Linked DNA regions of Gadus morhua: region 2 is linked to region 1. The links are chromatin contacts, called in public Hi-C maps. All regions are on one chromosome and are shown on one strand. Each heading gives the region's core, a stretch centred on a gene start, on an enhancer-like site or on the middle of the called end of the contact. The rest is flanking DNA. Distances are from core to core; before and after follow the strand shown.

What was found. Hi-C and Micro-C count contacts between places; a contact is called where the count stands out from the background.
Region 2: a Hi-C map of gill shows a contact between it and region 1, with 2.2 times the contacts expected there. The contact joins the promoter of si:ch211-278j3.3 here to the promoter of akap7 in region 1. A contact is called at or near these places in 2 of 6 Hi-C or Micro-C datasets (gill and spleen).

The regions. Positions count from the first base shown.
Region 1 is chr21:9,430,254-9,436,732 of gadMor3.0, forward strand. It overlaps akap7 (A-kinase anchoring protein 7), which reads right to left and starts at 2,377. Exons shown (of 9, transcript XM_030346086.1): 1 at 1,726-2,377; 2 at 1,087-1,212; 3 at 532-683; 4 at 1-75. The coding sequence starts at 1,852.
Region 2 is chr21:9,563,887-9,571,011 of gadMor3.0, forward strand. si:ch211-278j3.3 (E3 ubiquitin-protein ligase RNF19B) reads left to right here and starts at 1,474. Exons shown (of 11, transcript XR_003974373.1): 1 at 1,474-1,651; 2 at 5,471-6,167. znf513a (zinc finger protein 513a) reads right to left here and starts at 754. Exons shown (of 4, transcript XM_030346061.1): 1 at 509-754; 2 at 1-46. The coding sequence starts at 569.

The DNA of each region.
Region 1 (6,479 bases), core at 1,127-3,626:
AGGGATCATCGCTTTGACCAATCGGGGCTCCTGTTGAAGCACCGACTCCTGGACCTCAACAACAGCTGCACTGATCTGTAACAGCAGACGTCATCACACTTCAATATGAATGCATGCTCATCACACGTTTCATATCTGAGAGAGCCGGCCTCTTTCCCCTTACTTAGAACCTCCTCGCACCCGGTGTCTCTGCTTGGCTTTCGTATACGAACTTCAACGTCACAAATAAGTCATCAAAACTAATGACATCATAACAATACTATTTTCTGCTGAGTAACCAACATTGTAGAAATTACATGGATACTGTAACGTAGAAAAAAATGGCAACAAAAAAAAAAGGAGCTGCGAGTTTTGTTTAATTCGGATGTACCGTCATAACCATAGAATCAATCCAAAAACAAAGTACTAACTTTTTGCTCGACTCCACCTGAGTGGAGGCAAGCAACAACTACTTTTGGAAGACCAACACTGAAACAAATATCATTCCATGTCTGTGTAAATGGGGATATCGGCCTCCGTCCAGACACTGACCTGAGCGTTGGTGATGGGGATAGAGACAAAGTAGTTTGGGCGCTGGCTCCCTTTCTGCTTCTTCGTCTTCTTCTCCTCTTCGCTGTCCACACGGGCTCCGGAGTCCCCTAGCTTCCTCTTCATCTTCTTCTGGCTCGACTCGGACTCTGTGACTGCAAATGAGAAAAATACAAGCCGGACCCAGTTGAAGAGCTGGAACATGATACAATGAATCTCATGAAGTTGTACGTTTTTTATTTCCATTTTGCTTTGGAAAACGATTAATTAGCATTTATATGGTTTCGCTTACAAATAAGTAGACAGGATAACGCATGAGTCTAGCGATTTTTTCAAGTCTTCAACATGTTGCATGATGCTACATTCAACAGCTTGTGCCTTCGGTACTGCATAAAGCTAAGCAGAGAGCCAAAAATTGCTAGGCACATTGTCAAGTTAAAGTTGTTTGGTCTATCCATTGGAGCCAAGATAAGATGTTGGAAAATGCGGAAAGTTTGTTATTTCTATACAAAATTGGAATGAAAGGATCCAAGGAGGGGATAAACAATTTATACGTACGTCCTTGTTTTGATGCAGCAGAGCCCTCCGAGGCTGGTGAATGATCGATGACGGGGGATTTTTTCTTCAGCATTTTTCTTCTCTCCCTTTTCACCCTTGTCTTCCTCTCCGTTGGGATATCTTTGGCTGCATAGGAAGACATAACAGAAGTCAAAACAGAGAGGTCTAGAAATATACGAAGGCAGGACAAAATCGGACAAAATTGTGTATTAGGGAATAAGATGATGGAGTGGGGGGGAAGCCTGTGGTTGCTCACACAGCGCTGTGTTTAATACTCTAATGATATAAAATAAGGAGTTCCCTTCCCACATGAGGGCACGCAGCTTATGAGCATGTGATGATACTCAAAACACAAGCCTGAGGGTGTGTGTGGTTAATCCTTGCAAATGTTTTCATACCCGTAGACAACAAAATCTGTTTAAAAGAAAATCTTAAAATCTGACAAACGTACACTTACTTATAGGCCTACACAAATGTTTATGCACAGTAAAAAAAAATGACAAGCAGGGGTGCAAAGTTGTTTGACGTTTGTCAAGCATCCCATACATTCTTTGTCATTTGTACTGTACCTATATAGAAGCTATTTGAATAAAAGGTATCACGAAATATTGGCAAGGTGAGGCAGACCAGATCACTCACCAAGCGGTGTGGAGGTGGATTCGTTTTGGACTGGATCCATCGCGCCCGTTGTCACGAATACATCATTTTGACTTCTGTGTCCTACAACATCATCCCCGTCATCACAGGGACCAGTAACATTCTCCATGCCCCCCAGCTACTACAGACAACCATATACATGTGTTCTCCCACCGTCCCAGCCTCTTAATGTCTGTAGGATCTAGGCTACAACCGGCGACGATTACATTTTCATAACGACCTCGGTTTTAACTCGTTAAAACGATCGATTTAAATATACAAATGACTGTCCCGATCATTGCGTGTAACGCTATGCTGCAAATTACAAAAAATGTAACTCTTCCCAAATTTGCTGAAGAAGATCGTACAGGGGAATCGGGGGGATCCCTGGGAAGTGATCACCTGTAGCAAAGTCTCAAAATGTACACTGTCAAGAGAGGAGTAGATTAGGGTTGGAGTAGGGCTCATCGCTGGCTAGCCGACAAGCTGTTGTTTCTTCACTAAATGTATAATGAATAGTTAAATCCGACAATGTCAAGTATAGACAACGCTCGTTGATTTAGCAACGGTTAGATGTTGCGTGACTACTTGCCATTGCAAAAGCATCACATGCACCAGCTACTAGCATGTGCTGAATGTGCTTCTTTCACTTCCGGGAACCGCTACCGTTTGTAAACAACGCAGCCAGGGCCATGCTTTGGGGGAGTTCGGCAAAAAGGGTGTACAGAGCTTGAGCAGGCTTGTACATCGTGACGTCAGATCGCAATGAACGCCTCGACTTTTGGTCGCAGGGGGTGAACTTAATATAACCTTAGAACAATTGGACTAAAAGTTACATTTGTGATTTTGTAGGTTTTCAATCACCGAACAGCGTTGATCAGCAGCTATTGTACGAACCAAGAGCGGGGGGCGGAGGGTAGACTTTCAGAGCTACAATTGTGTTGCTAGTATTTTTTGTACTTTACTTCTGTCACTCTGGTGCCTCTAATTTTTACTACCTTACATCGAAGTCCTTTCTTCATTGCCAGACAGAGTCTCGTGATGAAAAGTAACCTTACATTGTTAGAGTTAAGTAGGCTGGTGAGTTTGGACAATTTGATGGACAGGTCTCAAAAACATTATTGATGCATTGAATTAATCCATTGCCTTTATTTGAAATGCTTCATAGTAAAAATATCTGTGGACTCTTTACATTGCATAGTCACAGAAGCATATTGAACGCTTTGGTAAATCTTTAAGGCTTTATATACTTTATATACATTGCATTGGTTATTGGTACATTGGTCTCTGAACTGAAGGCTTAGTTGTTTTTTGAACGATTTAGCTTGAAGGAATGCAACATGGTGGGGTTCATTAACATATTATTTTCTATCTATGAAGCATTCTTGTAACAGTACCTTATTATACAAATATAATCATTAAAAAGATAAGCCTACCCTTTGATCTAATACAAAAATATGAACCCACCCCATGATGCCATTGTTTCACACAAAACATAATATTCCTGATTGAGGAATAAAATAAAAAAAACATTACTAGCACTGGCAGCACATGGATGAACAATTTCCATCATTTCCTCTTAGAGAGGTTTCTTACACCAGCTCTGGTTCCTTGATCTACCTTACCAGCACTGTGGTCATTACCATCCGTACTATTACGTGTTCTGGCATTACCACCAAAACCTACTTGGTTGCCATGAAAACCAGAAGTGTATGTGTCATTATCACCCCTCAAACTGCTGTGACGTGTAGCGACATTATAAACCATACCTTTTGGGTTGCCTTGGCTTCCACTGGGACGTGTATCCACACTAGGAACCCTACCACCCCGGTTGTCATGACTACCATAACTGCTGCTACTACTAGTGCTTTGGGAGAAGACATTACTACTAGTACCAGTGTTGCATTCATGAGCAATATTGTCATTTCCTGATTGAACCAACGATTCGGAAGCGCTGCTATTATGACTGCAGGGGTCCGACATTGCAATGTCGCTATCGTCGACACATTCACAGATGCTTTTTTCACAGTGTTTCATTAATGTGGTGTGCATTTCATCGAGCGCCTGGTTGTTCATGACGCAGGGCACCAATCCATGCACGGTTTCATGGTAGAAAACGTTGACAACCAACGCAATGTTCCATTTCTTGAGGACTGACCCTGGCTTCTGGATGACTACTTCGTTGGGATTGTATCTGTGATGCATCATCACCAAAATAACAGGTTTGTCAACCAATGACTCTACAAAGAGAAGAAGGGGAGAGGATATTTTAGTGACGGGGCCTGGACAAGCACTACATAACGATAAAAATCACACTGATTGCCAATCATTAGCGGACATGTTGCACTTCAATGTGTCTGAAGGAAAATTAAACCATGGCCATTACCTGGATGTTTATTCATGACACTCTCCAAGTCTGAGTCAATCCGTGACGTGATTGGACAGAACACAATAATGAGCTGGGGGCTGTCTTCTGTCTCTGTAAGAATCACTTTTCCCCTGTTCCTCAATTGTTCCAATATGGTATTTTCGCAGTTTAATGTTTTGCCGCTTACAATAGACTGGAATGTTACAGTATGGAGTTCTGAAAAATAAGCAGGAAATTAAAACTATTTATAGAAAAATAATTAACTTAATTACGGTGTAATTTGTTGTTTTTTTGTATGGTCCGTTCTTCATAGATTTTATGCTGTGGTGCAACAAAATCTCCAGGTCGCCAAAACTTTACATTGATGTTGGTCCTTGTGATTGCTTATATTTGTCTATGTGTACGCAATATTCTGTTGAGTACTTACTTTCAGTCATACTTATCTGCTGTGTTGCAACAGAGGATGAAACCTCTGCTACAGGCTGTGCTTTGTGGGCTCCTAGTGGCTCATCTGGGTCCACGTTGCTGGGATAAGGATCTGGGTCAGTATCTGATCTAAGGTCAAAGCCATCTTTTTGACCGCTCTCTGGAGAGCTTGAAATGGGGACTTCCTTAGCATGCCCGTAACCTTGGGAGCAAATAAATACAGCAAACAAATGAACAAAGAAAACACAAAATATGTAAATTGCAAAGTAACCTCACAATAACCGCCTCCATTTTGGAAGCGTAGGAGCATTGGAAAGAAAGTTATGGGTTGGTTGCGATGGTTTAGTAGGTAATCGTGAAATAATTTTCATTATAGGCAGACATTGTTGCGTTTGAAAGTGTTTAGTTTCAAAATCTGTCTCTCTTCCACTCTTTACAACTCTCAAATCGCACCTTTAGCTGAAAGAAAAAAAAGAAAATCAAGGATATTTGAGTGACTGCGAATGAGCATAACATTAGTTGAGCTATATTTACCAAAAAAATTCCAGAATCCAGGTGATGAACTTTTACCTAGCAGATAAGTTTAACAAAGGGTTAGATGAGCACCAATATGTTACAGGACATCTAAATAGGCTCATACAGAGACAGCTGCAGTGAATTCAAAACAGATTTTTTCACACTAATATAGCTGACGAATGTCTACGCAATTTTAACTGGATGGTCATGGGACAAAAATATGATTTCTAAGCAATAATTCCACACATACCTGTTGGTGTTGGAGGTAGATTGCTAACTTGTTGCGCATTACTTCCTGTGCGTGGCACTGTTGAGTCAACAAAGCGCATATTTATGCACATGATTTTGAAGATTCCTTGCTTTTGTTTGAGCGAAATAATAGATAAATTGTGTTCTGGCTCTCAAGAAACACATATGCCAGGAAAAGGAGATGGTTTATAATGATTTTTCTGTTATGCTATTTTATATTGCACAATAGATAGGATGACGATACCTTTCACCGCCTTATAATCATAACTGTGTTCCTCCAGCAGGCTCACATGTGCCTGCAAAAATGATTGGACCTTTCCTACTTGGGACGTCAAGTCCTTCATGATCTGCAGGTAGCCACTCAAGACCCCATTCTCTGTCAGGGCAGCTATAGACAGAGAAATGCTCAGTAGCAACAATAGGAATAACAGTGGACATTACAAAGAACATGAACACCCAATGGACATATTTTAGGGGATAATACACACCTTCCAAAGATTCTGCAGGGATAAAAGCTTTTAAGTCTTTTAAAAGATCCCCAATTGGCTTCTAGAAGGGAAAAAGTTACACAAAAAACAAATTCATTAGTTTAAAGTTAAATGTGTCATTTGTAACTATACTTAGGAATTATTGCACACTTTGTTCTCACATAAAAAAGAATGAGACAATATAAGACATCGATTTTATATGATATAAAAAAAAATATATATATATATATATATCTTGTACATTTGTAATACACAGTTCAACTGTTCATCATGATATGAATTGTTATAACCTCTGAAAAAATACACTTGGAACACTTAGGAGACCAAGAGCACAATGTGGTGTTTCACACACAGGCCTAAACGTCAAACTAGCTCCAGGAGCAGATAAGCTTACCTGCTGGTGTATCAGTTCATAAACGGCCTTTCTCTGCTTGAGGTTCTTAGGGCCAAGCAGTTCATGTAGATCCTCCTTGGTCAATGTCCGGATGTCGTCGTCACTGCGGAAATCTTCTTCTGTCCAAACAAGCAGGATTAATGTAGGCTATTGACAAATAAGCTAAAGCCATGTTATATATCGATTATTCTTTACTTAAGGTGTCTGGCTGATTCCTGCGATTTACATCAGCCTATGCTTAAAAGTAAACCAATAAAACAAACATGACAAACAATACAAAATAGGAATCCGGCCTGAAAACTCATTCAAGGCAAGG
Region 2 (7,125 bases), core at 224-2,723, 130 kb after region 1:
AGGATCATCAGGTCATTCTTATTTACGTCAAACCTATTTAGTGACTCTACGAGGAAATAAATGAGAAAAATGTAAATCGGCCTGATTTAAGCAGACGTTTTAAATAGCAGATCGAAAATCAACCAGAGTTTACATGCATCGTGCCATATCGATGTTGCATCATTGTAATTAAATACAATCGACGTTAAATGTACAACGAGGAATTACATCCAACGAAAACATCAAAAGGTCAGCCGTAGATGATTCAACCAGCAGTGACAAGCTACCCATCTCCACTGATAAACCTGATACCTCAGCTTGAAATCATCAAAACGAATAGCAGACTTTTAAGACGTCGCTTCCGTGGGATCATGCAGGGCACCGTTCACACCAAAGACACCGTTGCCATTCAAGTATGGCTGCTAATTACACCAACTGGCTAACGTTAGCTGCAGCTAAACACATCACCGACTGCTGTTCAAATCAAACAGCCGCTATTTACTTCACTTAGCCCCTCAAGCTAACTCACCAAAATATATGTGCATGCTCGTCTCGATGGCGATGTTTACGCGCGTCGTTGATCTCGTCATACATGCAGAGTTTGAGAGTTTGAATCAAGAGCACTGCGTCTGAAGAGCCGCCATTTCTTTATATGCCGCGGCGACAAAGAAAAGCAATTAATGGTGTTTTTCATAACTTAATTGATTTTGTGATATTCCTTGTGTACATTCTCTTCCGCTCAATCGGCGGTTTCCGCTTCCGAAAACAATTTCCGGTGGTCTGGACCAATGCATCATGGGAGTTGTAGTTCTAAGATCGGGCAATAAAATGAACAAAAACAGATGAATTCATTCGCAGAAGTCGTCAAAACTGGAACAACGGTAGTTGGGCGGGTCATAATGGTTTAAATATAGATATTAATTTATAAATAGTTATTATCCACCATTTTAACATCCGAGAACAAAAACCAATATGTTAGTATTGGTAATAGTTGACTGAATGTACTGTACAGTGTATTGTAAATTACATGTTGTCTTCTGTTTCTTTTCTTTTTATCTTAACAATAAATGTACGAATACAATTAGAGTTATTCATAATTCTTATTCATCCTCTCCTCTCCACCTCATCTCACCTCTCCTCTCCTCTCCCTAGGAAAACAGTGCAGCAATTAACTGTTAGGTTCAAAGCTGCCTTTCGACATCCGTGCACATGCTATATAGAATATCATGAAGGCCTTTCAGTTGTTACTTAGCCTGGGGGCCTGTCTTGCAACTTACATTGACCGTGGGCTATTCGGGGGGAAAAAGAAAGACGTGAGAAAATACACCCAAGAATGCTTTATTTTTCTATTTCTATTTTGTTTTTTTTCTAACTGGAGCGTTCCTGTTTATGTTTGGTGGGGGATCCTTGATTTCTGCGTCATCCTATTGGTTGGAGTCTCTGCAGTGAGCCTCCTCTCATGTCGCGCACTGCTTTATTACAGTGGATGGGGAGGACGTCACGCTCTCTGGCTGTGGCGGTGCCACCCTACAGAATCCACCTCGCTGCTCGTTTCTGCTCGGATATTAAAGGCAGGGGATTCTGTCACCGTGCCGTGGTGCTGAAGGGGGAGGAGCCAGTGGTCGATTCAACACACTGCACACACACAGAGACACAACGCGCCAGGGAAGAGGTAAGGCACTGTTTACGTAACAAGATGGGTTTTTACAATAGTGCGTTCCTTAAAAAAATACGTTCACGCTATGTGAACGGTCTTGCGCTCATGCACTGCGCTGTATGCGTTGTTTGTAGCTGTTAGCCGACAATGTTTTCTGGAAATTGACAACAATGTCCATAGCCTGTTAACCTTGCCACTCCCCTGCAATAGCCCACTGATGCCCTGAACAGACCCCATACCCCCTTTGAATAATTTAAGTGGATGTTTCCCTTCATAAGTCCGAGAGCTTTGCGGAAACCGTCGTTTATTTTAGATACCGCATTAAGTTGTAGGTAGGCAAATGTGAAGGCTGTAAAATGTATTTTGTTTATAAAGAGGGTTTTTAAATCTACTCAATGTACCTTAATCGTTGGAAAACCTATATGCGCGTTATTTATTATATTAGGGAAAGCCTATATTTTATTGCACGATGGAGCCAAAGTGATGAGAATTGCATAAGGATGCTGCAGGACTCATAGCCCACACGAGGTGTGTGTGGCTTCTCTGAGTTTGAGGTCGCTTTTCACGGTTCCTGAAAGCCGCATTGCTGATGTGGGCTGCTGTCCAGTGAAGAGATATTTAATATGGTGTATCGCCATGCCTCCCCATCCACCTCCTCCTCCTCCTCCTCCTCTCCCCGAGACGGAAGAACTCATCGTGAAAACTGACCTTTGGTCATCGGATTGCATAGCAACAGCTTGCTGTTGTGTCTCGTCCTTTTATATATACATCCACGAGAAAATGAAGCACATGCCTGAAACCTTCGTTTATTTATTTATAACCGTATTCATGCATTATATCATGTAGTTCTGATCACAGATTTTGTAAACATTTCGCCTTTATTTATTTTGAGTTATATTCTATGAAGCAGCTAGAGTTTTCTTCTTTTCTTGTTCTTGTGTTTTGCTGTGTTGCTATTTGTGAATGAGTTATTGTAGAGACGAATTGTTGAGTGTGAATTAAAGGGTTCTGGTGGCTGGGAAAGAAAGAGAGGGAAGAGGCAAGAACAAACTAGAAAAATGTGGTTAAAAAAAAGTGTTACAAAACAAATATAGTTTATCCACAGAGTCTTGTATTGACGTTGGCTGTGCTGTTGCCACATCTTCAGGCTGAGGTTAGTGGGTCATTGGTTTATATTCAGTGTCCATCTTGCTCTTGTCCTAGTCCAGTCTTATCTCTCTTTATGGCCCCTTGCTGCTCCTGTACATTAGCTTTCCTGTCATCCCAGAAAGATATTTAATTTATTTTCAACATTTTCTAAGGTGTCGGTGGTAATTATTTATTTAAATCATAGTAATTTATTATAACAAAAACTGTTTTTACATAGTCCTGGATAACTCAAAATAGCAGTTTGGGTTTAAGAACTATTGTAAATGTACTAAATTAGTAGTAAATATGTATTTATGTAGAATGACCCAGCTAGGCCTACAACAGGCAGCCTGATGACACAAATAGAAGAAGCTTGCTTTAAACCCTCATCTGACAAATGGTGGCTGGTAAATATCCAAAAAAATATCCCCTGGCTTCCAGAAAGGGTTTGTCCCATGGGCCCTAATTCCACATTAACTGGCTTTTACCTCCTATTTGCTAGCATGGTTACCTAATACTCCGTAGACCTCTACCCTTGGCCCCGTTCTGCGACAAACAAAACACCAGCCTTATATCTGCCATTCTCCTCGTGCAGTGTTTCACGGGCACTTACTGTAACCACAAGGTCGATTTTACTTTTATTCCAGAAAATGTACCTTATCTGTGTCAATTTCAAAGTAAAACGAGTAGCTGTCCTTTGCTTTTTGTTTGTATTTTTTTCCAATGACATACAGTTGTTATTAGGACAAAGTTTGAGGGTGGATTTTGTGTTCGCCCTTTAAACCTCAGTAATCCTGCAAGCCGTGTTGGTTATGATTTTGGAATTGTAACACCGGTTACATCATTTTCAGATTTGTCATATTTATTTCATAGTCAAACGTGTGAAAAGGATGTTTGTCAACGTGTGAAGGCCTAGTTCTGCTCTACTGTTCACAAAATAACCATGTTTTCGGATTCACAACATAAATACTTTGGTCCATGTCCACAGTATATAATTGCACGTGTATGTGTGTTGCCTGGGCAGTCCCTTGATGTGAACGTGTGGGAGGTTTTCTTTCTATAAATACACACCACATTATTTTATGCCTTCCTCTCTTGGTCGGTGTCTTAAGGATCCTGTGCTGGAACTTTTTTCCAAAACGCAGACGTTTGTGGTGTGGATCAAGCTTCTTCCGGGAAATCTGAATGTTCTGCAGAAATGATCCGTTCAGTGAAACCAAGAACAACACGAACATAATTATGACATTCCATGTCGCTTCAACGTTGTGTGTAGGCTGCGTGCAGTTATATTTGGGAGACCTATCCAAAAATGGCTGAAGTCTGTATCCCCTTTGCACATCGTCACTCCCCATCATTTTTATTTGACATGGGGTTGGTTCAATTTGTCACATGCTCTCTTATTCCTCCTGTGATGGTTCTGTGATGGTGTGCTTTATAATCAATGAGACAATGAAGAAGAATCCTTTGAATTGTAGTTTGCACTTGGTAATGTCTTTGTCACAGTATTAATCGCTTGGGTGTCTTTCTGAATGGAAGATGTCATTAGTCAAGCATGTTGCTTGTGGAACCAGAAGGGGCTCACTGTCTTGCTGTCTACTTGCACCATTCGTCTTTTTCTGTGCCTCCTAAGCTAAGCCTCAAACACCTTATAGCCTTTGTTTGGCTCATTGCTCGTCTCTCTGTATCGACTGCCTGACCTTTTAGTCTATTGGTGAAGGTGCTGGACTCCTGAGCTGAAGGGTTCTGGCTTTGAACCGGTTTGCAGTCTACCTGTAGGCTGCTTCAACACGTTTGACTGTCTGCAAAGTTGCCAACGTCAAAATCGTTTGTTGTGCTCCACCGCCAAAGTAGAAAGCAACGTTTGGTGATGTTGTTGACATCTGTTGCTCCAGTCAGGGCTGCACCTGAAGTAGTGCATCACACAGCATTGTAGTTTGAAGGGCAGTTGGCTAAGTCGTCATATCTCTTAAAGCAAATATCCCTTGTTTACGACAATTGTTGAAGGTCATCATTTGTTTCTGTATCTAGTTTGATTATGAATGAAAGGTTACAGGTTTCAAACCCTTATACACTTGTAACTACACTTTAGGCTTAAAAAACTGAAAATCTACTGAATGAACAAATTACTTTAAACATAACACAGATGAATGTGAGGCTATGAGAATAAATTGTAAGATCAGGTGTCATTATCGGGTCCCTTTCTAACACATTTAAATAACTTTTTCCTCTACACTTCTGTGATGGATCCAGGAGTTTTTTAACTGAGCCCCGTAAACTGCACTGTATTTCTTACATCTAGAGGGGTGTCAGGATATAAGGTTATTCATTACCAGGCCTAAAGATAGTGGTTTTAATGTCCATGTCCACCCTTACCTGTAGGCAAGATGGCTAACCCCCTACCCTCTCCCGAATGACGTGGATCTCAATTTGCTGCAATTCTCTTTAGTTTGCATCAAGCTGTATAATAGATCCATGGCAGAATGTTAAGAGTGCAGGGGTCCTTTCATGTTCCATTGGCCACTTTCAACATTCAAGATAAATGTTTTCCAAATGTTCTACGTTTCTTTGACTAGTATCCTACAGTGAAACATTCCTAAATGGTATTTCATTTAGCCTATTGTGTATAACGCAATAATGTCTCTTGCAGTTTGGCAAGTGAAACCCCAATCTGTAACGAGCTGTAACATATATATTATTTTTTTTCAGTTGCGGGCAAAGACACTGCTAACCCGTCAGAGACCAGTGAGGAAGAGGTGCCATCTCTCGGCCTAGCACTTTGGACGACTTGAGAGACGTTTGGTGAAGGCGGGGGAGGAAGAGCAAGAGACAAAAAGAGAGAGGGAGAAGAAGGAGAAGAAGAAGAAGAAGAAGAGGACAAACACCTAAACGAGACTCCAATTGCTCTCCGGAGATGTTCTCCTCCTCGCGGTCGTCTCTCTCTCTCTTTCTCTCTCGCTCGCCCTCCCTTGTACGGCACAGCCGACGTCCGTCATCCAACGCTGAGCTGTGCCAAGGTTGAGTTGACACGGCCACACACACGGCCACACAACCAAACAGTAACACGCATACACACAAACACAAACTTGGAGAAGAATATGTGGCAGAAGACACCGAGATAAACACACACAATCAAACACACTTGACAACACAGGCGGCATCAGACACACACACACACACACACACATGGTGGCCTTGTGTTCATGGTCTCAGAACCGCCTCACCACAGCATCCCGGGCCCCCGCTCCAGACCATGAGGAGACCCAAGCAGCAGACGGGGCACCTTAGCTTCCTTAACTTCTTCAGCCGGAAGCCCAAGCCAGAGCCCGGGCCAGAGAAGCCTGCGGAAGTCTGGCCAAAGGACGAGGTGGTCATCACCCTCACACCCAGCGACCATCCACAGCTGGTAGGCCTGGCTTTTATCATTGTGTAGTAGTGTTGTTGGTTGGTGAAGGGATATTGACTAAAGCACTGGTTCACACACACTTTCTTTTGGCTTTGACCTCGCTATAAGTTCTTGCGACACCAAATTCGTGCAATGTTGAGCTTTTGCTCCCGTTTTGAACCGGGAATATGAAACTGAATATGCTTGTAATATCGATGTCTGAGGGAAGAAGGTAGTAGTTGTAGTTTTCTCGTGGATGTTAATCATTAGACAGGTGGTTTTGCACGCAAGGGACCTTTATTGTTCAAAACCTTTGAATACAAAAATGTACCTTCAGATATCTTTGGTATATAAGCCAGAAATCTCTTGCGAACCCATTTGCATTTCAGGCAATCCCAGGATTGGCAAACAATGAAGTAGAATGAGTACAGAGGGAAAGACAGAACTTACTATTACTTTCTAGGAGGAGGAGGATCAAATATGCGAGGAATCTCCTAAGAAATGTGGGCTGTGAACTACATAAGAAAGTTCATTTTTTCCCCTTTCTGGCAACCAGGTGTATTTTGGTATTTTCTTCCTTTGGCAGATATTACTGTGTTTTAAAATATTTCCACACAATAGTGCACTGAGTGTATACCAGGATAACTTTTAAGTTTTCGAAAAAATGAAAAACAAGTGGTCCTCTTGCGTGATGGTTCTGTAACGTCTGGGGCAATTTGTAGATGATTAACCGGTACATTGTTAGCATGCAGGCCTCCAGCACGATTCCTCCCATACAGCAGCCTAGCTCCCATCCATTAGAGTGTTGGTCCTAATTACAGAGCAATTTATACCAATTCTGTTGCCAAGAAACAGAGTAGCAACTAACTACATGTCCCCCTTTGCACTCAGCTTAGCTAGCTGTTATTGTACGACTTGTCTGTTTTCCTTATTTTACTCACTCCCTCTATACAATTAAAGCAAAAGTTTTGTGGAGTCA